Regions from separate parts of the Mus musculus genome. Here region 1 is linked to region 2. Evidence: chromatin contacts called from public Hi-C data. All regions are on one chromosome and are shown on one strand. The core of a region is the stretch at or near the end of the contact, and the rest is flanking DNA. Distances in the headings are between cores, read along the strand shown. Region 1 overlaps Thrb (thyroid hormone receptor beta). Region 2 overlaps Thrb (thyroid hormone receptor beta).

Region 1 (7,030 bases), core at 2,685-5,184, 200 kb before region 2:
TGGAGCTGACTGAATGCACTAAGACATTTCTTTCTAGGGAGAGTTGGCATGCCTGTGTGTCCAAACAAAGACTTTGTTCCAAACACAACTGGCACATGCATTACCTTGATTCTCCTTTGATCAATAGCTGAGTTCCTGGGGATGGGAGGGGATGCTAATGACAGTAGTCATGTGGAAGAGGAAGGCTGAGTCCTCCATAAGCAGGTGTCCCCTTGGGTTTCCTCCCTAACCACAGAACGAAGCACAAGCCACCAGTCTGGATTTCAGAAGCACTTGTGCTCTCAGGAAACACACATCACACTTGGTTTTATCATCATTATAATATTCCTATAGAAATAGAGTCCAGGGATATGGTATAAAGTAAACACATCTTTATTATTTTTTGTTTTGTTTTGTTTTCTGAGGATAAAATACTTTAACTGATTCATGTGATTAAATCCTTAAATCTCTCTCGTTCTTTTTTAATGGGAAAATGTGCATTATGTTCATTCAATCAGTAAATCTTGTACTTGAGCTGAAGTACATTATCTTAGATCAAGTGCGCCATAACCACATCCTTCCATTACGCCCTTCTCTCTCTCTTTATGCCTGTTTTGTATAGTCGTTTCCCCTGGATTGAAGCACTCCTTCTTGCGGGAGAAGGGTGGGCTCATGAGACTTACAAAATAGACCCAGATGCCCTTCCTTGAGGTGACACCACAGGTGCTAGGGAAGAGGAAGCTGTCTGGTGGAAGAGTCACAATGATAAAGCTTTTGTGAGCTGTCACTCATGTGGGCCTTTCTGTGATGCAGGCACTAAAACATCCTCCCCCACACTGATAACTCTCCCTATTCTGGAGGTGACTCTTATTCCTGCTCTACCCCCACGGGTAACTTCCCTCTTATCACTCATGTTCTAACTGAGTAGATAGATAACTAACTCCTCCCACTCTCCTGGAGTAACCCTCATTACTGTAGGATTCTTCTCATGCATGCTCATGGAGGTAACCCTTATCCATGGTTCTGTAAGTGACTCCAGTAAAATCACTGGCTCACCACGCTGGAGTTGGATGCAATAATTACTTTAGTCTTCTGCTATTTGCCGCATGGCCTGTGTATAATAGACTCCCCAAGAAAGGTAACACAGCAGTGAACTCTTTTTGTAGGGCTACTGATCAATTATTGTGTGCTAGGAACTAGATGTGTAGGGTAAAAGAAAAGTAATACATTATCTATACTTACAGAAAAGACCAGACACCAATCAAACTAATTTGCTTGTCAATGTAGAATTACAGTTATGTTAAGTGCTGTAGAGCAAATACCAAGATGTGGGATTTGACGAGAAGTGGTGAGTGGGGTGTGAGTCCCCAAGGGCCAAGATCAGGATGAGATTGAAGGGCAGGTATGAGCAGCCTGGGCAGAAAGTCTAAGAAGGTAAGTCCCAAGCCTAGACTCTATGACACAGGGAGCCTGGACCACAAAGTGCTGGTCTGATAATCAGAGGCTGTGGCCTCCGAGGAGCTGGGCTGCTGCAGCACATCAGAGCAAGGCCAGGTAGGGACTCTCAGACACAGGCTGTGAGTACCTGGCTACCTGGCTGCCTGGCTGCCTGACTGCCTTGCAGCTGGGGGTATTAAGGCCTCTCAGGGGAGGCAGAAAGCATTCCATGATAGGTGTGAGTCTCCATGGAACAATAACAGCATGATCCACTTGCTGCACAAGGCAGGATTTTATATTTATGGGTAAGTTGAAGGTATGTGCAAAAGAAGTAAGAATGATTACATCTAACCTTCAGAAGTCACTCTGGAGGCTGGCTCAGTGGTTGAGCGTGCATTCTGATCTTGCAGAGGACTGAAGTTGGTTCCCAGTGCCACCAGGTGGCTCCCAACTGCCTCCAGGACCAGCTCCAGGGTATCTGATACCACTTTCTAACCTCCAAGGACATCTAAATTGAATGTGGACATCCAATCTCTCTTCCCAGAGCTCAGGGAGTACACCTAGATGGAAGGGAAGGTGGGGAGGACCTGGAAGGAGCAGAGGAAAGGGAAACTGTAATCAGAGTATACTGTATGAGAAAACCTATGCTTAGTAAAAGGGAAGAAAAGAAAAAGTGAGCTGCTAAGGAAGGACATATGTGCATGGACGTGTCTAGGGGAACAGAGTACTGGGGCCTAAGGATTTAAAGCACAGACGCTAGGGGAGGTGCTTGTGACAGGAAGGAGTGACTTGGGTATTGACTCTGGTAAGAAGTCAGAAGATGGTCACAGGGCCTCCATGACTTTAACAAGTGTTACTTGGTTGTTGGATGGATCATGTCAGAGTCAGTGGGGGATGAGGAGACAGACATGTTGGGGTGGGGTGGGGAGTGGAAGCTGGGGGTCTGATGCAGGAGATGTGTTTTGAAATTTACAGTGGACTTCTACTCTGCTATGAAGAATAAAATCATGTTGTTTGCAGGATAGCAGGAACAAGAGACCATCATGTTGTAGGAACATACCAACCACACAAAGACAAGTGTTTTCCTTCAGATATGGAAGAAAAATGAGTAAGAGTACCAGCATTGTGGAAGGGTCACAGAGAAAACAGGAGAAGGGAAGGCACAGAATAGGGCACGAGGGAGGGTAAACCCTGTCAAAGCACAGCACATGCATGTGTGCAAATGTCATCGTGAAGCAAATGAAAGTTCAGTAAGAGATGAACTTTAAAAGCATCCAAACAAAGTAAACCCTAATGGAAGACTCACTTGGAGGGTTTTAAGAGACAGTGAAAAGGATGATATGTATACATGCGTGTCTATTCACACATACATACTTTTAAAGAGAAAATTATATGTTTATAATATATATTCATCATTCATATACTCACACATATTCTTTCATTATATATATATAATTTTCCTTTAAAGAGGAGGGAGGAAGAGATCCTGGGAAGAGGTCCTTGGAAGAGACCCCATATGGAGGAGACGGTTTGGAGTATAGGAAAAGGGCTGACTCTCCCACTGCAGATGAAGGAGAGGGTTCAGTCATGAGTAGGTTCTGTGAGGTATTTGAGTTTTAAAGGGGTATATGAGGCTATTTGGTAGCCGTAGGGAGGACTGTCAGGTGTACAGAGGACCCTGGTATCTGTAGCTGCATTACAGAAACCAGAAGAATGCATTTAACAGAGACACCTAGTAATCCTGTAGGTCAAGGCTGATGATCCATTAAGCATATTAACTTGGGTCTAGCAACATTCCCCCATGCCAGCAGATCTGTCCAAAGCCTTGGGCAGTGAGTCAGAATCTTACATTGGTTCCATGAATCAGAATGCTTTCTTTGTGCTCATTGGATCACACTGGGCTGGAGATTGGTACCTCTGAGCAGAGCAGAGGGAGAGGAAGAGCTGGGGCCAAGGCTGGACCCTGTAAACCTTGGGGCACAAGGGAAAATTCTAAAAGGGAAGCTAGCCACGCTAGTGACGCCTGAGAGCTGGGGTAGGTGGGCCAAGCCAAGCTGAGGCACAGACACAGGAAAAGGAAGAAAGGTCTGCATTCCCCTGGGTAAGCTGGACTTCCAAACCAAAATAAACTTAGGGGAATGAGAAGGGAGGAAGGGAAGGAACAAACAAGAAAGCTGATTTCCAGCCCGGGTTCTCTGGCAGCTAACAGTTCAACTAGACAAGCTACCCTAAGTGCACCTTGGCTATAATGGAGACCCTCACTGGAAGGTCAGAGCAGCTTTGAGCTCTGAATCACACAGATAATTGTACCTGTCCTATGCAGGGCCACCAGGCTCCTGCATATCTTGAGTGGGGGTTGGTCCAACCACAGAGAGCCCATGGTGGTTCTGAGTGCAGCACTCTAGAGGTTGGACCTAGGCTGGCAGTAAGCCCATTGTTTTATTGAACAGGAGGCAACTCAGGCCTTTGGAGGCCAAAGAAGTAGATGGAGATGACTCTAGCAAACCTAGGTCACTCTGGGGTGATAGCCTTTCACTTCTCCCAAGCTCAAAGCCTTCTTTGCAGTTCAGAGTTGGAAGGAACCCCAGAGATTGCTTGATTCAGCTTATTTTTAGACAGGGAAATGGAAAACGAAATGGCTTGCCCAAGGTCACAGAGCCATTAGTGGAGAAGCTTACACAGCTTCTGGATGCCTTCTTTATATTGCCCAACGAGTGTGAGTAACTGTCCCAGGAGCTTAAAATGTAACTGTCAGGGTAGCTGGTCTTGACAGCGTACCCTCCTGTTGCTACAAGGTGTGACACCATGCCTTAGAACTCTTCCGGTAACAAGACAAGCTGGATTAGATGCTTGATCTCCCAGGCACTTGAGTCACCAGGAACATGACTAGGGAGCACCAGTACTCATCCCAGACAAGCTGCATCTCAGCTGCGGCATCTGAGAGCATGCTTCCCTAAACTGGGTCCAGAAACTAGAAGGAAAAACAACACATAGCAAACAGGGCTGCCAAGAGAGGAGATGGAAGCAGACGGGTGTTTCTCTCAGCATAGGCCTCCCTTAGGAAAGAGGAAGACCTTGCTGTGCTTCCAGGACATTAGCTTTGGAGGACCAGAAAGAACCAGCTTTAAGGAACAGAGTTAGATTTGGAATTCAACCTGAAGTTTTCCAAAAGGGCTGTGCAGAGTGGGCAGTGGCTTCTTCCCTTCCTCTCTCTGTGTCTCTTTCCCTCTTCCTTCCTTTCGTTCTTGGAAAACAAAAAGTTGTTTTTTTGTTTTTTGTTTTTTGTTTTTTGTTTTTTTTAATTTTTAAGTGTCAGAATCTAGAACTTTCTTTGTTTGGATTTTTTTTTTTTTTTTTGAAATCTCATAGCATTTAAAGAGAGCTGTTTTAGCCTGGTATGGTGTTGAATACCTTTACTCCTTTAGTTTGGGAGTCAGAGGCTTGGTGTACGGCATGAGTTCCAGGACAGCCAGGGCTATGCAGAGAGACCCGGTCTTGAAAAAAAAAAAAGAAAGAAAGAAAAACAGAAAGGAATGAAGGAAGAGAGGGTGAGTTCTGTTTACTTGATAGGTGTAGGAAATCCAGTTATAGGCTTGAACAATTTATTCATTGGATTTTTGGGTGATTAAGTTTTAAAAACTTAGCTTTACTGAGATAGAATTCTACTACCTCCCCATCTAGAATCAACAATTCAAAGGAGCTTGGTACACAGGCTTATATGATCAGGACAGTGGTCAAGTTTGGAATGTATTACCTCAGAAAGCAACTGCATCACCCAGCTATTCTCACCCTGGTTCTCAGTTCCAAGCAACTAAAACATGCTGGTCATTTCATATAAATGGGATAGATTATGGTCCCTTTTTTCCAGAAAGTTTGCCCAAATAAGAAAACTTGGTCACTAGGAGAAGAGAAAAAAGATTTGTTTTGATTTGTCTTTGGTTTAGTTTTTGAAACCCTGTGTGAGTACAGACTCTGACTCCTGCTAACTCGGTTACCATCCAACTAGCTTGGCAGTTCTTGCTATGTGTTGCATCTGGGACACGTGAATTGTGCTGTGTCAATGGCAAGACTGTGACCAAGGACCAGGGGACTTGGAGCATCAATGATAGATAGATGAGCTTGCTTTGAGAAAGAGGACAAGGCATTTTGGAGAAAGGCATGTTTCTTCATAAAGCTTACATTTCAAGATCTTAGTCATTTCGTTCATATACTCCTCACTGGCTTTCTCACAAGCCATCTTTCAGTGTGGACTGTTTATCTGTCATTTTCATATAAGCATTCTCTTTCCTCAAATCTCCAGTTGTTCCTAGTTTCTGGTTACCATCTCCATATCTACTGCTGGAACCTGTGAGTGTCTGCTTTTATTCACTGAGAAGATGGATGTAACCAGAACAGAATTCTCCATACTATCTACTAACAGCATGAGCACCCTATATATTGCTATCATGGGGCAAGGGGTTCTTAGATTTATCTGTACACTAATGAGTTAAAACAGATGGCGGGCCCAAAACTCCAGAATTTCTGAATGGGCAGCGTCTGTTACACCATTCACACTCCCTTCTGCTGCCTAGGCTGCCAGCTTGGAATGTGTCTAGAGCCAGTATGGCAGGTGGTGTGGCTTTGTGCTCTGGCATACCTCTGCAGTGTGTCCGGGTCCTAAGCTCTCTCTCTCTGGGGCAGGGGCCAGCAAAGCTCCCTTTCCCTTCCTGACTCATCAGTTTTCACCTGCTCTTTCTTTATTGGGTCACCCCACATAGGGGCAGACATGTTCTTTCTTGGGTCTCCATTTATGCATTCCACTATTCCTCAAGCTTCACATCATTTCTCTACTCCTCCTGCAGGAATTTCCCTTCTGGGTAGATTAATGTGCTACCCGAAAGACTCTGTCAGAATACTTCACACAAAGAGAAACCAGATTGTGTCCCTTGATTGGCAATATTCCCAAAGTCCATAGAGGGCAGAACCTCTCATGGCGGAGGCCCAGAGTTGCAGGCAGGTGGAGGAGCCAGGTAGGTGCTGACTTAAACCCAGGTTATATGGTTAATGGTGCCATGCTCTTCAGGAGTGATATGAGGAAAGCAGTCACAGAGACAAGGGCCATCTGAGGAGGAAGCTAATGGGAACAGTCCCCTGTGGATGCGAGAAGGCTTCGAGAAGACCGGAGAAGACTAGGAGAGGAGTATTATGTTTGGAGGCCAAGCAGAGGCCAAGCTGGCTATGATCTGGTCTTCTTGGGAAATATCTCTGTTTTTCTGATGCCAGAGTTTGTACCCTGAAGCACGGTGCTACCCAGAACTCTGTGAAAAAAGTCAAAGGGCATTGACCAAAATAATGAAATACTTTTTACAAACAATGACAGTTTATGAAATGTTGCAATACCTTATACTAAACAGTTCACCAGAAATCATATGAATGAGGTTCTTAAGCAATTCACCAGAAATCATACAAATTTAGACCTTAAGTTTATGAGGAAAAAAAAAAATTACTCGAAATGTTATGCTCTGCGGTTAAAGCTAGTAAGGACACCTCTATGTATGTTTGTTGTGCTTATGTGCTTCAGTAATCAGGGTTAATGTATGTCCACTACATTATGAAATCTAAGACAAAACTTAGA
Region 2 (7,717 bases), core at 1,479-3,978:
TGAAAAAGAAAGGAGAGACTCCTCAGAGCCAAGCCAATGACCACAGGCTGCAAGGAAAGAAAGCATTTTCCACCATCATCCAGAAGGGGCTTTACAGAGCTTGTCATCTGAGCATTTTGAGAGCTCTGAGTCTTCCCTGAAAGCCGTCATCAGCTTGTTTAAACACAGGAGTACCAAGAGTCTCTTAACGTCTCTCAGTTTTCACTTGTGATTTACCACTAAAGGGAAGAATATAACCTGATATGTGCAAACATCTGGATAATGAGCATAAAGATCAAGCCCTCAATGTGTGGTGGTGCTCACACATCATCTTAGCATTCCAGGGACCAGGCAGAAGAATAGGCAGTTTAAAGCCAATCTGGGTGGTACAGCAAGTTTAAGACTAACTTAAGTAACTTAGGAGCTCTTACTACAAATAAGGAAATTCAAAAGACCTGGGGACAGAGCTCGGTGATAAAGTGCTGACATGGTGTACTTGCAGCTCCAGGTTCAGTCCCCAGGCCTGAAGAAAAATCTTGGAAAAACCCTTTTCTTTGAAAAAATGGAGTCTGCTTAACTGAGAAAGACAATAATGGCACCCAATATAATAATAGTAATAACATCAATGGTGTCCACCGCCAGTGGGAATGAATGCAATGTACAACAGATGTAACGGAATGCTCTCCTTGGGCAATGATAAGGGCGTTTTTACAGCTTGTTGCTAATAGTGAGCAAAGGTGAAGTACAAAGATAACAGGCAGTGCTCTCTACAGAGGGCAATCTCAATGTTCAGCTCTTCATTAAGATGGCTGGTCTGTCTCTCACCTGACAGGACTAGGTCCAAGACAACATTTCCAAAACTGAGGCACAACCCCCAAGAATTTGCCAGGAATTTACAAAGTACACAGGAAAATAAACACTTTGGTCTTTAAAGGTTTGCAGGAAGCACAGACTGAATGGCAAAAATGCACATTAAAATGGTCAAGAGACAGAAAGTTTTGGAATCCAGAAAATTTGTTTCTGAGAAGAAAGGACAACTGCTTGCTGGCTTTGGAGAGAGAGGAGAAGGCAGACCAGCAGATGACAACAAAGGACAGTGTGTACCAGGTGAAATGGGTGACAGGAGGGACCACACAGGTGTGGAGGGAGGTGTGAGCTCAGATTCCAGAGAATAAGCATTGAGGATAACCCCAAAGACAGCCGTAAAAGAGATGGAGGAAGGCAGAGAGTAGGTGGTCAGAACAGAGGCAGGGGCAGAGTTAGTTCTTGATTTGAGTGCTAGGAAGTAAAAGAAGGTCACAGAAGTACAAGAAGGTGGCTATATAATTGGTCCCCAAAGCAAAGAAAGAAGAAAATGGAGCTGGAAATCATGTAGATGTCACCATGACTGCTAAGCAAGCTGTTTGAGCTGGCACAGAACAAAGCATGCAATGAGTCTTCATTCATTAAATCTGCTCTCAGCCACTTTTGTGGCTTCCCATATGCAGGGCCCATTTCTGAAACCAGGGCAGTGGGCTTAGAAATGCAGTATACCACGCAAAAAATTCCCAGCAAGATCTACCTGACATTTGTCAGAAATTGGCATTTTGACAACAAAGCTCTAGGACCATGCAAGTGTCCCAAGCTGGAGACCACCCCAAGGACAGATTGCAGGGCCAAACTTAAACTCATTGAGAAAGAACCTAACTTACTTTTCCTGCTTGGTAATAGACCATTGTTTAGTCCCACAACCCCAACTTGCAGTGGGATATTTAACTTTCTCAAAAACCGAGTCAGTATCAGTTTTTTATGCAGATATTTGTCTACAGACATCATATCTGGGCAAAAGGTTTTTGGAAGACGTGCAAAGGCATTTCAAATTAATGGACTCAATCTAAAGAATATTGATTTTATCTTTTAGCTAAACACTTGGCCTGTAGGGAAAGCTTAACTCAAACAAAACAATACACTGGCAAGATTTTTCTGCACAAATATTAATCTTAGTAATGAATTATAATGATGAGGGAAAGGGAATTAGATCCCTTCAAGTAGAATGACATAATTTGATTTCAATATTTTTCCGTTTAAAAATTTACCTTAATTCTTTAAACAACACACACACACACACACACACACACACACACACACACACACTCCCTTCCACAACAGGAAAACTGGGAAAGCACAGACTAGGGGATCCGTAAGGCTTTCTAGATAGTTAGCCTAGCCACATTGCTGAGTTTCAGTTTCAGTGAGAACCCTCATCTCAAAAACTAAGATGAGGAGTGATTGAGGAAGACCCCTGATATCTGCTTCTGTGGTCCACATACACATACGTGTACACACACCCACACATGTCCAGACTCAGAGGTCCACTACATAAGCACAGCTCTGATACTAGATACATATTCATAAGCTGGAAATTATTAGTATTAATTCAAGGGAAGTAAGGATAAAGTACTGAGTTCCTGTAGAAGGCCGGGTAATAGGCCTGCTGGATTACAACAGAACTTGTATTTACACCAGCAAACCTCCTTAAAGCTTATTTGTCCTGATGTGGTCCTGCATTCAGATATGAGTGGCAAAGTCTGGGAGATAATTCTGGTGAACAATGATGCCCTCGCCCCTCTGTACCTTTAGGTACACGTTCTAGGTTATGTGTAAAATGCCCTACTTTCCTCTTTAAAATGACCCAACCTATGTATTGACAAGGGCTTGCACCACGTACACTGTATGACACTTCTGTTCATTTTCTCTAAAAACTCGAAAGTAAGTTTCTGAGTTGTGCAATAGTGAACTTTATCCTCCTGGACAAATTAAACCAGGTGTTCTGAAGTGCAGGTAAATGGAAAACCGTTTTGTTTTGTTTTTTTTTTTAATTTGTTTGCTTTTTGTTTTTTAAAAAACAAAACAAAAAACAAAAAACAAAAAACAAAAACCCAAACAAACAACAGGACAATCTTTGTCAGGCATACTTCCCCCCCCGCCCTCCCCTCGAAGAGAGATTAAGGTTTCTACAGTGGACTGGTATGAAGGTCACCAAACCAATGTTGCAATCTTAAAGTGACAATAACAGCAGTCATGCCTGGTGGCGGCAGCTTAGGACCAAACTAGGTTACTCCGTTCCCAGAGGCCAGTTATCCAGGAGTGCAAATGAACATGTCAAAATACTCTTAAGATTAGGACAATTTTCTTCTTTAATTAAAACATATCCAAATAGCATAATTAAAAATTATGTGGTATTCCATGACCCTAAGGAATATCTTCAAGACAAATCTGACCGATGGAGAGACAGCTGCCACTTGAGTGTTCAGTATCCACCTGCTCACAATGTTTAAACTTCCCTGTAGTTTCTACTGGAAAAAAATTTACTTTGGGGTGAAGGAGCCAAAGCCAGGAGCCACCTGACCTACCTTTAGCTTTCTAAGTGAAAACCTTAAGGCAGCTCTGGGGATACGGAGACCTCTGCTCGTCTTCTCTCTCGTGACCAGAGAGTCTCATTGGCAGCTTACAGGCTCATGCAGAGCAATCAGCTCTCACTCAGAATGGCTGTGCTGGGCTCTCTGTCCCTGCTGCATATGAAACTCTCTGCGAGTTGGTAAGGGGTGTCAGACTCCAGCACCTGAATCTGAAACAGACTTTTAAATACCAGCTTCATTTGGTACTTGTACAACAGTTCCAGGTTTATGAAGGTGGGGAAAGCTGGGAACTTTGTTTTAAGTGGGTTGACCAAACCCTCAAGCCCCAAGCTCAGTGTACCCAGAACCCTGGGATTAGGTCACATTCTGGAGTACTTAACATCTAGAAATGCCTGAATTATGTAGGGCTGATGACAAGTATTGACTCTGAGAAAAATGAGGTAACTTGGGGGCCAGATCTCAGTGTTCCACTAAGTAACTGAGCTTGAGGTCAGGGTAGATTGGCAAAGACCAATTCTGACTTCATTAAAAATAAGTATTCCATTGTCATGGATCTCTTGTACTTTGGTTTCAGTTTTTAAAAGAATGCATTGAAATATTTGTCTTAATTACTTACTCACTTGGGACTCCCTCAGAGTTTGTATCCAGTATGTTCTCACTACCCTCAACCTGGTCCTTAAGTCTCTTACTGCCTTTCTTATCTTCCCATTGTCCTCTCCCAGTGGAGGTAGGCAGGGTGCTGGGAGGGTGCTGGAGATGTGTGCAGCTGAGATAGGAATGGCAGGGGGAGTCTTGCTGCGGAAAAGGTCTCAGCATGAGCTTCCAGGCAGTGGCCTACGCAGCTTACAGGTATCATTTCTGCTCTTTACCTATAAGAAATGTCTACTTGTGATGGTTAGTTGTCAATGTAAACTTGTTGAAATCTAGAATCAACTAGGAATAAAGTCTCAGTTTAGAAATCAGGTTTGTCTGTGGCCATTTCTGTGGGGATTGTCTTGATTGGTAATTGACCTGGAAATAAAGACCCAGCCCATTGTGCACAGGCACTAGGCAGGGACTCTGGACTCTGGAAGAGTATGGGCAGTAAGCAGGGATACATTTATTTTTCCATTTGCTTTTGAGTGTGGATGTGATCTGACTAGCGTCTTGAGTTCCTGCCTTATTTTCTCCAAAATAATGAACTGTGACCTAGAATTGTAAGTCAAATACCCCCCCCCCCCTTTATGTCTCTTTCTGTCAGGGTGTTTTTATCATGACAACAGAAGAGAAACACTACAGAGGCAGCAGACATTTGAAAGAGAGGTGTTCCCACTCCCCTCTGCCTAGGAACCAGCACAGCACTGCAGCCAGCCTTCAAGCACCAACAGAGGATTGGCCCTTGCTTCTTCCTCTCGGGTCTCAGCCTCCGACATCCACATGTAGACTAGTTGTAGCCGTTCAAGTAGTAAACAGAGAATGGTTCAAAGGTCTGTGTGGTAACAATATATAACTGCATCTACCTCCCCTCTGACAAAGGTAGGCTCTTACATTGTTTCACCACCTGGGGTGAGGGGGATTCTAAATACTGACTCTTTTATTGCAAATGGATCCACTGTGCTTTGGTTTGTTCTGTCTCTGGTCTGGGATATGACTCAGACCTTCAGATCCCAGCTACCTGACATATCCACTTGGAGAGCTTATACTAATTGAATCTCTTCCTCCAACTCTTCTCTCCACATTTCTCTACCATTGGAACTGGAACCACCAAATACCTAGTCCTGGAATCTTAATCACTGTGTCCTTCCTCTTCCCCAAGCAGAGGATCCCCAGTACCTGTCCACATAAGAGGTGAAAATAGCAAATAAGCAGCTCTACTTAATGAGGGCATTTGGGGTGTGTCAGGGACCCGAGAACACTTGCATAACACTAACTCCCATTTCCATATTAATTCCACAAGAGGATCCTATTTATACTGGATTACTACTAATGCCATGGTGACCTTGGGAAACTAATTTGCCCACGGCTAAGTAGCTGGGAAGAAGAGAGTTAATATTTTAACTTTGCCCCTTTGAACACACACTTGTAACTAGATCACTGTTTCCCAATCCCACTGGTTGTTCACTGCCAGCTCATCATTTCTGTCACTCTTAGAAGAGCCCCTAGGTTGTCATCTGTTACTACCTCACAGTCATAGAATATTGATGAAATAGCCAATCTGACCTTCTCAAAGTCTAGTCAAAGTATGGTATTTCCGCTACCACGATCCTCAAAATCATTTAACCACTTTCTGAACAGGATCCACAGTCTCCCAGGTGGCCTGTGAGCTTCTGTGCTTCCCTCTCAGATTTCAGCTACTCCGCATTTCCACCTCCAATAGCATTTCATTCCCCATTAATTGTTACCCTTTAAGTCTATCTAGTTCTTCCCTGCCTCAACGCCTTTTCATGACATTTGTTCCTAGATGCAGTGTTCTTCATCTCCTGTTGAAGACACCATCTAAGCCACCTTATCTACCCTTTGTTTCCTCCAGGCCAATTTAAAGTTGGCTCTCCATTATTCTGGTTAGCATCCTTTCACTCTTTCCCTTCACAGCAACCAAAACGTTGTCATGTTAACTTGTACTTTCACTTTACAATTTATTATTGTTGTTGTTGTGGAGATTTGTTTCATCCACCGTCAAACTTCTAGCTCCTTACCATAGAATCTGGACTATTGGCAGTGCAATGATCAGTGATCAGTGATGTTCAGTGAGGGAACAGTGACAACTGAAGACTTCTAACACTATCTCAAGAGACCAATGAAAATATCAGCATCATTGACTATGGAGAGAGAGAGAGAGAGAGAGAGAGAGAGAGAGAGAGAGAGAGAGAGAGAGAGAGAGAATGAATGTACATGCACACACAACAGGCCATATGATCAGAGCCAATCTTGAGCTATCATCCAGTGACATGCAGACATCTTCAGAACATTCTCTGATATTTGCAAGAACATCTGATAAGTCAATCCTCAGAACATTGTCCATGGTGAAAAGGTGTGTGGCTCTGTGTGTGTGTGTGTGTGTGGGGGGGGGGGGCTAAACCAGTGAAGAAATATTGTGAAATAAAAGATTCAGCATTTGGAAACACAAAGAAGGAGGCGATCAAAAATCCCTAAAGAATGATGGAAGCTGCCTAACATACTGACCTAGCTTTATTTCTCTGTGACAAAACACCCTGATAGAAAGCATCTTAAGGGAGCCATGACTTTGGGCTCAGTTCCAGGCTATAGTCCAGTCCATCACTGTGAGGAAGTCACAGTGTCTGGACTGTTAAGCACATACTTACTTCATACCCAATGTGAAGAGAAGAGAGGAAGGAATGCGTGCATGCTTAGTGCCCTGCTGGAATTCTCTGAGCTTACATAACCCAGGCCCTAAAATAAGGCTGAACCACGAACAGCCACCCCCAAATACCCATAAGTCAACCTGAACTAGGCAATTCCTCACCAAGACTTCCTTCCCAAATGAGTCTAGATTCTGCCAAGTTGACAACAAAAGCTAATGAGCTCATCTATGTAGATTTTAATAATATTTTGTGGATCATGACTGTCACCCCCATTAGTATGACCATGTATGTCTCCACTGTTCTTATTAATATTAATACTCCACAAACATTTGATATGCTTCATGTAAGCATGTATCTGACTGATATCTTCATAATGTGAGAATTGCCTTTTTAATTGATGCTGAAGTGCTTATTATCAAACAACTGAACCATAACTTATACATTGTTCTGCTGAGCCACAGCTATCTTAAGAAGAAAGAGAGACCCCTGCTTCTGCTTTTTAATGGTCCTTGTTTTGCACAATCCATCTACTTAAAATAATAAAAGGGAATCAAAATCTTTCAAGAATAAAATATAAAAAGAGAGAAAACCGCAAATGATACATCTGACCAAAGATGCATCACAAATGCATGAAGAGATTAGTAACAAAAATACAAATGAAAATTTAAAGTAGGCAAAGTGCCTGTGCTTGTCAGCTAAAGTCACCTATGGGAGGGAGTCTCAATGTGGGGCTTTTGTAACTGGTCAAACTGTGGACATATTTGTGTGTGCATGTGTGTGTGTGTAAGTCACTAATGTAGAAAGATCTGGCACCATTGTGGTCAGCACTCTTCCTTAGATGGAGGTGGGTTCCGAACAGTGTAAGAGTAGAGAAACTGAGCTGAAGACAGATGAGCAAGCAATTAAGCATGCATGCATTCATTTCTCTGTGCTCTTGACTGTGAATGTGATATAACCAGTTGCTTCATACTCCTGCCTCTCTGGCTCCCCCAAAATGATGACTGAAATCTGAAATTGTAACCTAAAATAAACCCTTTC

The links. A called contact is a pair of places that touch in the nucleus more often than the background predicts.
Region 1: a Hi-C map of liver shows a contact between it and region 2, with 2.0 times the contacts expected there. The contact joins two enhancer-like sites. A contact is called at or near these places in 3 of 484 Hi-C or Micro-C datasets (liver and nephron progenitors), 3 of 115 datasets of contacts at active chromatin or transcription factors (embryonic stem cells, hepatocytes and kidney) and 1 of 9 other capture datasets (embryonic stem cells).

What each region holds. Positions count from the first base shown.
Region 1 is chr14:17,899,580-17,906,609 of GRCm38.p6, reverse strand. The region is part of intron 2 of Thrb (thyroid hormone receptor beta); the gene reads right to left. Among named protein-coding and RNA genes, the nearest start is that of Thrb, 240 kb to the right of the region's middle. Within about 2 kb of position 3,934, at least 20 of the 459 cell types and tissues checked have an H3K27ac peak or open chromatin away from gene starts, as enhancers often do. A contact at or near this core is called in hepatocytes and liver, where this site is marked.
Region 2 is chr14:17,693,427-17,701,143 of GRCm38.p6, reverse strand. The region is part of intron 1 of Thrb (thyroid hormone receptor beta); the gene reads right to left. Among named protein-coding and RNA genes, the nearest start is that of Thrb, 36 kb to the right of the region's middle. Within about 2 kb of position 2,728, at least 14 of the 459 cell types and tissues checked have an H3K27ac peak or open chromatin away from gene starts, as enhancers often do. A contact at or near this core is called in hepatocytes and liver, where this site is marked.